Regions from separate parts of the Sus scrofa genome. Here regions 1, 3 and 4 are each linked to region 2. A link is a contact called in public HiChIP or PLAC-seq data. All regions are on one chromosome and are shown on one strand. Each heading gives the region's core, a stretch centred on a gene start, on an enhancer-like site or on the middle of the called end of the contact. The rest is flanking DNA. Distances are from core to core; before and after follow the strand shown.

Evidence for each region. HiChIP or PLAC-seq counts read pairs in DNA pulled down with a chosen protein or histone mark.
Region 1: an H3K27ac HiChIP or PLAC-seq map of alveolar macrophages shows a contact between it and region 2. The contact joins the promoter of CISD1 here to the promoter of ZNF32 in region 2. A contact is called at or near these places in 1 of 47 Hi-C or Micro-C datasets (skeletal muscle) and 1 of 2 datasets of contacts at active chromatin or transcription factors (alveolar macrophages).
Region 3: a contact with region 2 is called in an H3K27ac HiChIP or PLAC-seq map of alveolar macrophages. The contact joins the promoter of UBE2D1 here to the promoter of ZNF32 in region 2. A contact is called at or near these places in 2 of 47 Hi-C or Micro-C datasets (heart right ventricle and skeletal muscle) and 1 of 2 datasets of contacts at active chromatin or transcription factors (alveolar macrophages).
Region 4: an H3K27ac HiChIP or PLAC-seq map of alveolar macrophages shows a contact between it and region 2. The contact joins the promoter of TFAM here to the promoter of ZNF32 in region 2. A contact is called at or near these places in 1 of 5 promoter capture datasets (liver) and 2 of 2 datasets of contacts at active chromatin or transcription factors (alveolar macrophages and skeletal muscle).

The regions. Positions count from the first base shown.
Region 1 is chr14:92,380,419-92,383,582 of Sscrofa11.1, forward strand. It overlaps CISD1 (CDGSH iron-sulfur domain-containing protein 1), which reads right to left and starts at 1,884. Exons shown (of 3, transcript XM_021073223.1): 1 at 1,681-1,884. The coding sequence starts at 1,705. IPMK (inositol polyphosphate multikinase) reads left to right here and starts at 3,053. Exons shown (of 6, transcript XM_021073222.1): 1 at 3,053-3,164.
Region 2 is chr14:92,149,466-92,152,727 of Sscrofa11.1, forward strand. It overlaps ZNF32 (zinc finger protein 32), which reads left to right and starts at 1,766. Exons shown (of 3, transcript XM_021073021.1): 1 at 1,766-1,869. It also overlaps the pseudogene LOC102167823.
Region 3 is chr14:92,328,821-92,332,345 of Sscrofa11.1, forward strand. It overlaps UBE2D1 (UB2D1), which reads right to left and starts at 1,393. Exons shown (of 7, transcript NM_001078674.1): 1 at 1,370-1,393. The coding sequence starts at 1,393.
Region 4 is chr14:92,277,858-92,281,023 of Sscrofa11.1, forward strand. TFAM (transcription factor A, mitochondrial) reads right to left here and starts at 1,874. Exons shown (of 7, transcript NM_001130211.1): 1 at 1,471-1,874; 2 at 809-927. The coding sequence starts at 1,571.

The DNA of each region.
Region 1 (3,164 bases), core at 634-3,133, 230 kb after region 2:
CAAAATGACTCCAAATTTTAAAAATACACTTATGGGGAGTTCCCTGGTGGCCTAGTGGCTAAGGAACCAGCATTGTCACTTCTGCGGCTTGGGTCACTGTTGTGTCTCCAGTTCCATCCCTGGCCTGGCAATTCTGCATACTGAGGGCATGGCCAAAAAACCAATAGTTTGGAATCTTTTGGCCCATATCACACAAATGCAAACAGTCTTCCTTCAGTGGTTCGAGTCACATTTATCTTATTTTACACAACAATTTCCTCAGGAAAAAAAAAATTAACAACAAAACAAACAAAAATCAAAAATCAATCCCTACTTTATTTCTTCTTTTTTTTTTAAATAGGGCCGCACCTAGGGCAGATATAAGTTCCCAGGCTAGGGGTCAAATTGGAACTTTGGCCTACACCACACCTTGTGGCAACACCAGATCCTTAATCCACTGAGCAGGACCAGGGATTGAATCCACGTCCTCATGGATACTAGACAGGTTCATTGCCGCTGAGCCACAACAGGAACTCCAATCTCTACTTTAATTGCAACAAGGATGACTCTACTTAAGGGAGACTAATGATGAATACCCTTTGAAATAACTTTTCCAAGTAATCACCTCCTATATGCCACATTAGGAACTTAAAAACGTCATGGATTACCAACCTCACTCTGTTAGGTAACTTTTGCAACAAAACTAGGGTGCAAGTTAGTAGGGATCTTTTACACCTCCCACTCCAGATGCTCAATATTCACTAAATGAATCAAGAGCGCTATTTTTAATTGACTTCTGGGCAATCTCTTTGCCTTTACTTAACTATCATTACACGTTACCAAACCTTGAGGTGTGGCGTTATATACCTGGCAAAGATCACATGTATACTGGATGGTACACATTATTAAATTAACAATTATACTACCATCAAGAATTATTATGAAGTGAAGCCCCACATTAACTGACTTCTAGAAAGTCTAATTTTAATCGAACCTTCTGTGAAGTAACATTTTCAAACCCCAGGTACCAGCACAAGGGAAGCAAGGCTGAGAAAGGTGAAGGATCAGTGAGCTCCAACTCAGTTTTCTATCCTCTCTTGGACTACTGCCACCGAGAGCCAGATGCCAGAGGCATTAAAACAAAAACAAAAACAAAACAAAAAAACCTGGGAAAACTGAAGACCCCGGATTGGGTTTCCTTCCTTTAAAAAAACGTGTGCAAAAAACTAAGATGTGATTAGTCATGCATGCACCGCTTGATGGTTGCAGGAAATCGACGTTCTCACTCCACGGTGATTTAAGGGTTGAGAGTGGAGAAGAGGGTTTTTTGTTTGTTTTCATCTTTCCTTTTATCCAGGCCCTATGACAAAACAGGCGTCGCAGGGGATAAGAAAAACTAGCAGAGCAAGAATCGTTAGGATTTAGGGTTTAGCTAGTTTGGGGAAATGCGGTCTAAAACTGGGTAGATGCCTGCATGGCCCCCATGCCACTTATGCCTGGAGATCATACTCTGATCTTGCTCTTTTCCCCGTGCGGTCCGGGGAGCCCGAAGGCCAGCGGAACGCTTGCCCTTCTGCATCTCAAGGTTACAGGACCGGCGGGCGCGCAGAGCGAGCGGCAGTAACAGCCCAAAGAGGCGCTGAGGGATCTGCAATCGGTGCGCAGGCCGCCAGCCTTACCCACTCCCAGGCCCCACTTCACCTCGTACGCTGGAAGTCGTACTCATGGCGCCGTCGCTTGCAAGGATGTGCACTGGACGCTGAGCACAAACCGGCTCGCGCGGACAGCGGGAGTCAAGGGGCGACCAGCGACGGTCCTAAGGGCACCGACTCCAGGCTGCTACCGCGCAGGCGCCGCGACGATCGGTAAGCACGTGTGTATTATCCGTCAGGCTAGTGCTGAGCATGCGCAGAGCTGTGTCCCGGGCCTTTGGGAGATCTTGAGTCCGGATTTTGACAGCCGCAGGAGGGGGGAGGAGGGAGAGACCTAGAGAAGTAGCGACCTAGAGAGGTAGCAACTGAGTTTGCGCAATCCTTAGGCGCTTGGTTCTGGAGCCCAGGAAAAGGGCCTTTGGAATAGGGAGTCCAGGCCAGGTTTTATGTTTCTCCCAGGTGCGCGGATTTCTCTGGACCGAGAACAAGTGCTGATGTAACACTTGCCAAAATCAGATATCTAAGGTTTTACCCCACATTTTCTTGTTTAGTCTGGTACCTGCAGGGCGAAGTCCAGTTATATGAAATGCCAGTGACAGACACAGGAACCCACTGTGATGTCTCATTCTAGGCTCTCCCCTCGCTCCCACTGTGCATCCCTTTTTTCTGCCTACCCAATTCTCCATCTATTGAGGACCTTGGATCTTGCCTTAACGTAAGGGACCTTGCCTTAACACAACTTCGTGTTGAGGGAGGGGAAAAAAACCTGGCTCTTTTCATTAAGAGAAAAAAAATGATCACTTAAAAAAGATTATTCCTTATCTTTTGCAGTCTGATATAGGTGTCGGTTTCTTTTTCTTTCTTTTCTTAGTTGCTTAGGGGCACCAATTTTCGGAGGGGGTATAGTATTACTTGAAGGGTGTTTTGCAGGCGCGTCTGCTAAGAAACTGCCAGTTTTTACTCCTGTTGTATCTGTGCGGCTGGGGATTGTAGGGAGGTAATCGCAGTTAAAGGGTGGCCTCACAAGTCATCCTGGGCACAGCCACCCTCCTAACTCTCCTAACGCGGGACTGACTGGTCCTCACAATTGGGAGCCTCTGGCATCTTTGAGCCGGACCCCGGTAAGCGTGCAAACGCGCACTGAATGAATGAGGACACAACAGCCCTGCAGGCGTCACACGGCCAGTCAGGGTGGGGACAAGAAAGGCCGCCAGCGTCTTCCCAGCATCCAGGTCGCCTTCCGCTCGCCCTGGCGGCCGGGGCGCACGCCCCGCCGCGGGGGTCCCGTCGGGCGGCCTCTGGGCATGCTCAGTGGCGGCAGCGGCCGCTGGTCGCGCAGTCGGAAGCTTGCGGCGGAGGCGGCGGTGCAGGCGGCGCTGACGCGCGCGCGGCAGCTAAGGGGACTGGAGGACGGCGGGAGGGGGCGGGGGCGCGGGAGGTGGGGCCGCCGTCGCCGTCAAGGCCCCTGGGAGCGCGGGGCGCCGCAGCCGCAGCTCATCCGCTCGGATCCGTCTCCGGGGCTGCGCCGGGGCC
Region 2 (3,262 bases), core at 516-3,015:
CCATCCAGTCAGCTGCAAGGACTGGCCTTTGCTGGGTGCCACCTGGGCACTGAAAATTGTCTGTGGCTGCTCTAGAAGGAAAGGATGTGATGACTGTGCTTCACCTCCTAATGCCCTACCCCTTTCTCTCTGTGATTCTGGAGCAAATAATGAAGGAGGCACCACAGGAAGCTCTGCATTTGTGCTGAGGCGCCTTCAGGAGCCAGGCCTACAGGGCAGTTCCCCCTACACACTCAGGGACTTTTCTGTACTGCTGTCCTGGGTTTTGAGGAAAGGTGTGTGTTTGTCTTCTAAACTAGACTGTCAGCTCCCTTCCTAGGAGAAGAGAGTATATCTTTTTTACATTTATGTGTCCAAAGCCCAGCAGAGTACCTGACGCTTAAAATGGGCTCAGAACATACAGGTTCAATGAACTTAAATAATGATGTTATTAGTGATAGTGAAACTAACACTTAGCAATCAACTTACACTTTGTACACAGTGAGAAATTAAATGTTTTGTTTTTGTTGTTAAATGTTTAACAGGTGACTTTTGGGTAGAGGACAAACACATAGTAAGAGGAAACATACCTTATGAAACCTCTCCTTTAATAGGATAAACTAGCCTCTGCGTAGGAGCTCTGGAGCAGGGAACCTGGAGAGAATTACACTGAGGAGAGCTCCAGGATGAAGGAAGACGAAAGCGATTCAAACGGGGAGGAAGCCCAAGCAGTCTCAGCCATAGAAAATTTTAATACCATTCTTCCCTCTCCCAAATTCCCTTTCAGAGGCCAGGATCCTATAAAAATACATTTGAAGGTGGCTTAAGGCATTTAGGGAGCCTTGCCCCCTCTTAGGATCACACAACAGGATTTGAATGCCTGTACTTCACAAAGAAGCCTCATGAAAAAGAGCTCATCTAACTTGCTGAGTGATTTTCAAAACTTACAATTTATCCATGTAAGAAAAAAATCTAATTTCTTATCCTAGAAAATAGTGTTTTCTCTCCAAAACTCAGAGGGGGTACATGCAGAAAGATTTTTTTTTTCTGGGTTCTTACATACCTGCCTTTGCTCTGCAAGTATCAAGAGGGTGACCTGACTTGGATTCTGGCCCTTTCAAGAAGCCTCTGTAGCTGCCACCTAACCACATCCTGGGCTCCCCACCAGGTAAGAAGCCTATCCAGAATTCTGCAGCTAGTCAGTGGTGGAGCTGACATGCAAATTCAAGACAATTCCAAACCGGATCTCTTACCCATTATTTCGGATGCAAATTCTTTAACGGGATAAGAAGAGCATAGCCCTCCACCAGACTCCTCCCCAACCTCACTAAATTCTCCTCTGGTGTTCCAAAACGCCACAGACTTCGCTTGAAATATCTGCTCCTCGCCTCAGAGCTCTAACTACAGAATACTTAGTCTTTGCTCCCCCAATGGCTCAAAACAAAACCTCCAAGCACCCAAGGTTTTATCAACTCATTTCTTCCCAATGAGCTTCCTCCCACCATACCTAATGCAAGAACCCAGATTCTCAGTTTCTTGGTTCAGCGGACGACTTCACAAGCTGCCTACACACGCCTGGCTAATTTGAGCAGCCTTTCGGCGCTCTTGGTGCCCGCTCTACATACACCCGCGAACGAATCAGCGCCACCGGCTGAGGACCATATGGAGGTGGCCTGAGCGCCCAGCGATCACCTGGACCCGCAGAGTCCCGAGAGGCCGGACGCATCGCCGAACTACGTTTCCCACAGTGCTCGGGAAAGCCGGGGCCGCCGAGGCCCCAGCCTCCAGCTCGCGCGGAACCTCCTGGGAGCTGTAGTCCGGTCTGCTCGCGCCGGCGCTGCTGTGGGATCGGTGCCGGCCTTTGTCTGTCTGCGGGCGCGCGCCGCTGCGGTGAGTGAGGCCGCCGGCCGGGTCAGTGCGCCCGGGTGAGGCGGGGCCCCGCCGACAGGCTACGGCTCCCGAGCTCCCCCGAGACCCTGAGCGGGCCTGACCAGCCTGGACCCCCAGGGCGGCCAACTAAGAGGGGAGAGGTCTGCGGCCCGCAAGAAAAGGTCCATCTGGACCAGAGAGCGGGGTGCTGAGGCCCAGCACGCAGGGCGGCCCTGGGGGCCCGGGAACGCGGGGTTGGGGGAGCCTGAGGCGGGAGGGTAGAGCCTGTTCGGACTAGCGGGGGCCCCTCCGCCGCACCGCAGGGCGGGGTGTGGGGAAGGCCTGGCACCTGGAGCTGTGGGCGGGGAGGCCACAGTCAGGTGTGCCCCAGGGCCTTAAGAAGTTGGACAGGGGAAAGCGGTGTCTCTCTGGGGTGGGTGAATGGGAGAAAGGACAAACCCCGCTGGGTGGAGAATGGGAAAGGACAAACTGGATTCAGGTGTGTGGAGGAAAAACTCACCCCTACCCAGAATTTCCTAATCCTGAAACTATCCTCAAGATAGCAAAAGTTCCCCCTCTTCTAGTCATCTCCTCAGGACTTCTCAACTTTAGGCCTTAAGTCTGTAGGACATGTCAGAGGCCCTTCACAATTGGTTTTTTATTTGCCCAGGAGCTACTTCATATTTGTTATCAAAGTATTTATTAAGTGAGGAGATAGAGTGAGGGCTGTTTGGTTACTTGCCCAATGTCATTTGAGAGGACTGAGAGTGTAATCCAAATCTCTCATGGCCTAACTCTAAACCACAGGATATAATGGCCTTTCTGATAGGAAAAGAAATGTTTTCTAGTATAAAGTGGCTTTCTCCAAAATCTTTAGGAAATTGACTCCCCAGACTTGTGTAATCTAGGGAGAAAATTATGACAGATTCCCTTTATTAATCAAAGAGGTTCCATAGACACATCTGAGTTCTTCCTGAATATCTCACAGCACGTGGAGAGGCACAGCTGTAAATTCTACCCACGGTTCCAAGCTCTATTTGCTGGACTCACCAGGGACAGAGTCCAACCTTAGGCAGCAGGTACATATACGTTACGTTGACTTGGCTGATGTGCAGCTGTTGAGCAGTAACACCTTGAACTTCCTAGTGAAAGGTCCTGTAGTGTCCTGACACTTTGATAGGGCATTGCATTGTGGTTTATACTCCAAACTGAACCTGAATCTGCCAACTAAGAGTTTAAATGCCTCTCCAGTCACCATGATATGTAGCAGAAAATGCAGGTGTCAAGAAGACCAGATGCTTGGATTAACACAGAATTGTTGCATCACACTGCTATTTCATTAAATCAGGAGGTCAGCATTTTCTTGTTAAATATTGGAGGAAAACAAAGATTATACACTGAACCACTGCATAAA
Region 3 (3,525 bases), core at 143-2,642, 180 kb after region 2:
ACTGCATTATCTTCAAACCAGAAAACATACTAATCAATAAATGCTGATCATTAGCTATGGGCTTTATAGCGAGAGGAACTTTAAAAAGTACAAAAATTAACAATATTCCACAGATTTAGTATTTGACTCTCCCCCCCCAAAATTGGCTGGTTCTAGAAAGTTGCTGTCCTCTGTACCAGAAGATGCCACCAATGGTGACTAAGAAAACATCTCTATCACTGTTCTTTTGATTCATGCCTGAAAAGGTTGATAAATTTTTTCGGTAGGATTTCTTCTGAAATCCTTTACAAAACATACTGTCCATTGTTGGCTTAACTTGCTGAACCTAACTCCCATTAAAATAACAAATTCTCAATGTTCTCCACATGAAACATACCAATAAAACCTAAAACTTGTGTCAGTGAACAGACCAAATCACCTAACAAGAAGTAAAAGTGAACAGAAAGAAAATGCCCCAACCCAATTTTGTAAGATGTTCATGTAGAGACAGTAGCAATAGATACTATGCAAGAGAAGACAATACCTTACACTGCGTTTGGGATAGACAAACATTTCTTTAATGAACGTACACATTTCTTCCTCATTCTATACCCATGTGTCAAAACATCAAACAATTAAATTTGTGGCAGTTTCTGTTGTGTCTCAAACTTTACACCTAAGTTTATCATGAGGGGTAAAAAAAACCTGCTTGGCTTGACTTGCCATGAATCACAGCCAGGAGGTCATCTTGCTGTGTATCAGCAACTATGTTTTCACTACAGCTATGTGACCTGAAGTGGCAGCAGCAGAGGGACCAAAATAGAAGGGGCAGGAGGCTTCTCGGCCCCAAACAGGCTTTTCCAGCCCATTCGGGCATCTGAGCAAGAGCCAACCTCAGAGGAGAGAAAGAACAAATCCAAGGGCTCCGCGGAGGAAGGCTGCAGGCCCACCACACCTTCCTTGCCCTCCCCGGGAGTCCAGGGAGACAAGAACATAAAAGAGAACCGGCTTAAGAAACAGCTTGAAGAAAGCAGCATGACAAGGGCCAAAACTCGCCCGGTATAGGACAAAATTCAGGCGCGACCGAGAAGCACAGATTTCGGGAAGGTCTGGAGACCGAAACGATCTCCGGCCGGGGCTCCGGGCGCAGGTCCTGAGAGAGCGCACGGCGGGCCCCCTGCCTCCCAGCACCTCCAGCGCCCGGGACCTGCCGCTGCTCCCACCTCACCTGTCGGGTGCCCGCTGGCCCCGCCAGCATCCCTGGCCCCTGGTTCCCGCCCCGGCCCATCCTTCTTTCACGTTCCCTCCAGGCACAACTCTCAGACCACCGCCGGGCTCAGCGTGGGCAGGGGGCTGAAGCCCCCGCCCCAGACCGGGCCCCGGCACTCACTTTCTGAATCCGCTTCAGCGCCATGGGTCAGGGAGGACAGCGGGGACACTGGCCGGTGGGGGACGGCTTCGGGGCTCGGAGGCGTGGGATCGTTGCGGACTCGGTTCGCTGGCTATTCGGCTGGCTCAGCCGGGAGGGTCCCGGCTTGCTGCTCTCTCGCTCGCTCCGGGAGCCGCTGCCCGTTCCGAGTGCGCCCCAGCGCCAGTATGCGGGCGGGGACGCCGGTGAGACTCTTTTGTTTCCGCTTTTGCTTCTGGGAAGGAGGCTGTGTCCGCCCCGCCCCGCCCCGCCCCATCCCGCCGGGCACTTTGGGAAGTGTAGTTCCGGCTCTTCCTGGCCGCCGCCCGGGGCGGGGGTGCGTTGCTCACAGATGACCTAGACCCGCAGGCTGATCTCAGAACTACCCCGGGTTGAGTAGGTCTCTGCAGTTGGATTTTGAGCAAGGTACTGAAGTGGAGTCCCCATTCTGTAAAATGAGGATAACAAATTAGCTTGAAAAACATGTACAAGAATTTCTGACGTGCTGTAGCTCATCTTGCTTTTTTTTACGTTTACAGATTTTACCCTCTTCTCAAATACTTGAATTGCGTCAATTTCTCACATATGCACAGACTTATACCAGTTAAGACACCTTACCTCCTTAATTCCTATTTCAAAAGTCGCCCCTTCTATCTGATGCTAATCCCACCATGTTTGCTTCTTCTTGGAACTCCCAATTCTGAGTTTCATCCTCCTTCCTTTCCGTTGACAGACCAGTAGTACCTGCTCTGTCCCCATAGTCTCCTCGCGCTCCTCACTCACTCAATTCTTATGAACGTGTGTGCTCAATAAAACTTGGCTTCTGCTTTCAGCACCAGCAGAACTCGCTTCTCACCAGAGTCGCACTTGAGCTTCTACTTCCCAAATCGAGTTCGCTCCTTTTCCTCCATGACGTTTTTGACCTATTTCATTGCTGGCTACCTTTTGCTTTTTAAAATACTTACCGCCTACCAGAGCACTAGGGTAGTTGGGGTTTTTACTCCTCTGGCTTTGGCTTTTTTGTCACTAGCTCCCCTTCTCAAGAGTCAGAGTGGCCTGGAGTTCCAGTCTCTGATCTCTACCATGAACTGGGTGGGAGCCCACGAAGCTTGGCTGGAGGGAGGGCTTTGTAGACAGATCCTCTCCTGGAATGGGATCCCAGCTCTGATTCGTACCCACTGTGTGGTTGTGTAGTCAATTAAACTCTCTAAGCCTCAGTTTCCTCATGTCAAAATCTCTAGATATGTTATTGTAAAAATTAACTGATATACATATAACATGCCACAATACCTAATATGTTGAAAGTGCTCTATAAAAATTATTTCCTTGTTTTTTTCTATATGATAATGACTTAAAATCTTTCTTTCCAATGAAACTCTCACCCAAATTTCAGCCTTTTATGTCCAAAAGTCTACTGGACATGTCCACCTTCCTTCTTTGTGGCCAGGAATGAGAATGTGTTACAATGTCAGGGTTGGAGGAAAGCCCCAAACAGTAGCTACCATAGCTTCTTTAAAGGCTTACAAAGAACAAGGAACAAAAATCCACTCATGTAACTTAAAGTCCTAGGTAGATAGGATAGTGAAAGAATGATGGAAATGTGTAATGGAATCTGAAACTTGATTTAGAAGCCTCTCATCCCCTTCCCCCAAAATAAACATAATACTAAAATCTTTCTGGAGTTTAGCTATTCTCTTACTTCCTTTTTCTTGAGGTTTGCTTCTCTGCACTCTGGCCCACCCTCCTTTTCCCAGTTCCCTCTTAGCTTCTCTTGCACGTGGCATGAGCTCCTATCACTCTTACTCCATTTTTTGACACTCTTCCAGCAACTGCTCCTGCTGTTAAATGGCCAGGCCTTTTGGTACTCCCTATCTATTTCCCTAAAAGGAAGAATCTCATTGATACATCCATCTTTTTACTCCAGGCTATAATTTTCAGCTAGTGAGCAAAGTATGGACTGACTACTCTTAGGTTAGTTAGCCACCCATGGTCCAATCAATAGGAAGTCTGAAGTATGTTGGGACAAGGAGGTTTGTGAAACAAACCAGCAAGGCCATATCATCCTGCAGAGAGATGTATTGGGGCTAGATTGACCCACCATCTTTGTTCTCTAGAAAATGGGACCCTACCCTCAACAT
Region 4 (3,166 bases), core at 624-3,123, 130 kb after region 2:
CAGCAACGCCAGATCCGAGCCGTGTCTGCAACCTACACCACAGCTCACAGCAACGCCGGATCGTTAACCCATTGAGCAAGGGCAGGGACCAAACCTCATGGTTCCTAGTAGGATTCATTAATCACTGCACCACAACAGCAACTCCCAAAGCTCTTGAAATCAACAGTAATTTGTATAGAGCTTTAAAGTTTACATTAACACATCCACATAAGTTATTTCATTTCAACTTCATTAACAATTCCCAGTGGCAGAAGGAGCTAAGCCAGAGGTAAAATGATTCATCAATGGTCCTCTAGACTAATGGCAACTAGGCCCCAAATTTTGGTTTTTCATTCTTTTTCCTGGCTGTTTTCCACTCTACCTGATGCTATTCTAAAAATACTTTTTTGGGGTTCCCGTAGTGGTGCAGAGGAAACAAATCCGATCAGCAACCATGAGGTTGTGGTTGGATCCCTGGCCTCGCTCAGTGGGTTATGGATTTGGTGCTGCTGTGAGCGGCGGTGTAGGTTGAAGACACAGCTCGGACCCTGTGTTGCTGTGCCTGTGGTGTAGGCCGGCAGCTGTAGCTCTGATTGGACCCCTAACCTGGGAGCCTCCATATGCCTTAGGGTTTGGCCCTGAAAAGCAAAAATAATAAGACATTTTTGTTTGGTAAAAAAATACATCTGCTGTTTTACAGACCATCACACAGAATGGTTACGTTTTGCCGTCACTGAATGCTTTGGTAATGAATATTAAGTTTGCAGTTTAACTGCTTAGTGGCCTCTATATTACATAAGAGAAGAGTACAAAGCCCAAAACTCCTTACCTGGGTTCTGAGCTTTAAATATGGGTAGCTGTTCTTTAGAAAATCGAACGTATGAAGTCATAGGCTTCTTTGGAAAACCACTCAGGGTGGATGAAAACCATCTTGGTACATACGCAAAACTACGTACAAATAAAAAGAAAACAAATGTTAATAAGCATTTAGGTGCTCATATTCACATGTATATGAACACAGATATCAAATGAGATGTCATCAAGATGCTATCTAACACCTTCGATTAGACAGCTAGTGATATTAAAATCCTGTCCCAGCCAGATGGAGGAGCTCGTAAAACTGAAGTCTCCAAGCCCTTACTTTCTAGGAAGGGCAGAAAGTGGAGGAAAATATGTATAATCCAGCTCCTGCGCCCCGCCTTCTCAGTGCCTAGACGAAGGCGGGAGAATCTGGGAGCTTCGAGGGGGATGCCAAACCGCGGGCTCCAAGTATAGACAGTGGGGAGGGCCGGAAGCAAGGCACGGGGTACTGATGGAGTGAGGCCTTGTCTCAAAGCCACCATCCCCTTGGCAAGGTCGAGGTCTGAATCACAGGACCAAGGTGGCCCTGACCTTTTTGGGGGAACAGAAAGCGGAGAAAAGCTTCCACATTACAACTGCAGGGCATCGTGAGCCCTGCCGCCTCCCGAGGCGCAAGGTAAGCAGTCCTACCTGAACGGAGAGCGCAGTCGACTTCCACAAACCGCACAGAGGTCCGCTCCTGACTTTCCCAGGGCACTCAGCACGCCCCACACGCCCCGGAGAAGCGCCATTGCACCCGTAGACAAAGCACTGACCAGGCCCCAATCTTGTGCAGCTCCCGAGCGCAAGAGAACAACCCCAACAATGACGACTTGAACTCGCAAGCAACTCTTCAGACCTCGCTATCATGCCCGCCACTCGCGAGGCACTATGGGAAATCAGTCAACATCCGGTTTAGATAGGGGGCGGGGACAAGGAAAAAGGTGCAGACGCAGTAGTCGCTTCCTAGGTGGGCGGGACTACGACGAAGGAGGAGGAGCTCGGGGGCGGAGAAGGGAAACCGCAGCCCGGCTCGCCTGCGGAGGGCCCTGGCCTCGAGGGGGCGCTGCTGAGCCGCCCCCGGCCCCCGCTTCCACAGCGTATTCCGTGGCGGGGCCAGGAGGCTGATGGAGGCAGTGGCTGGCGTCTGCCTGTGACGGCAGGGAGGGCTAGTACGCAACAGACAGTTTTACCGCGAGTACCTGTGTCGCCCACGCTGCTCTGAGGTCAGGTGGCTGGGTGCTTTGCGCCCAGCAGAGTGCCTAAGTTCAAGCAGGAGCTGGAGCTCAGAGTCAAAATTACTGACGACGAGTTGGGTGGAGCCTGGTTTCAAACCTTTGAATGCAGATTTCCGGGCCTTGCTGCTGAGCTTGATTCAGTGTACCTGTGTGGGTTCCCAGGTCTCCGCGTTTTTAACAGGATCCTTAAGGTTTAACAAATGGTCATGGGGCCACATTTAAAGCAATACAGATCCAGACCATCTTCCCATCCACTGCAGCTGTCGCTGACCCAGACTTCAAACTTGATATCCAACCCTGCTTAATTTGTGGGGAGGAGACATTGACTAGTTAATAGTCTGGAACTAGAATCCTAGATCCGGTATTAACATCCTAATCGGGGAATGTCGCATCCTCTAAGATTTAATTTCTCCCTTCTGCAGATGAGGATGTTGGACTAGATCAGAGTACTCCCAACCAAAGCCCTGAGAACAGTGGCAGGTACGCCTTAAAATATTGGTCGATGCGTTTTGTACAACCATTTTTCTGCGTGGACAATGGCATGAAAAAGTTTGGGAAGATCTAAAGACTAAAGCTAAGGGCTCTCCTAGTTTTTACATTCCAATTGCTTCAAGGATTGCCAACTCTTGAAACAGCCTTTCCTTTGTTGGATAGCTGTAATTGTCAGAAAATTCTTTTTTTGGGGGAGGGGCGTCTTTTTAGGGCCGCACTTGCGGCATATGGAGGTTCCCAGTCTAGGGGTCACATCTGAGCTGCAGCTGCCCGCCTACACCGCAGCCACAGCAAGACCAGATCTGAGCTTCATCTGCCACCTACACCACAGATCACGGAATGCCATATGCTTAACACATTGAGCGAGGCCCGGATCCAACCTGCATCCTCATGGTTCCTAGTCAGATTCATTTTGGCTGAGCCATGATGGGAACTCCAGAAAATTTTTACCAGTGTAATAATATTAAGCTGATTCTATCTTTCTGTAGCTTTGAAAAATTGGCCCTTTGGTGCTAGAAAGGACTAAGCCCACTTTTTCTCTGAAGTGGTAAGCATCTACCACCATTTCCTGCTTCACACAGTCTCATCTGTTCAAACTCTCACCCTGTCATGGAAGA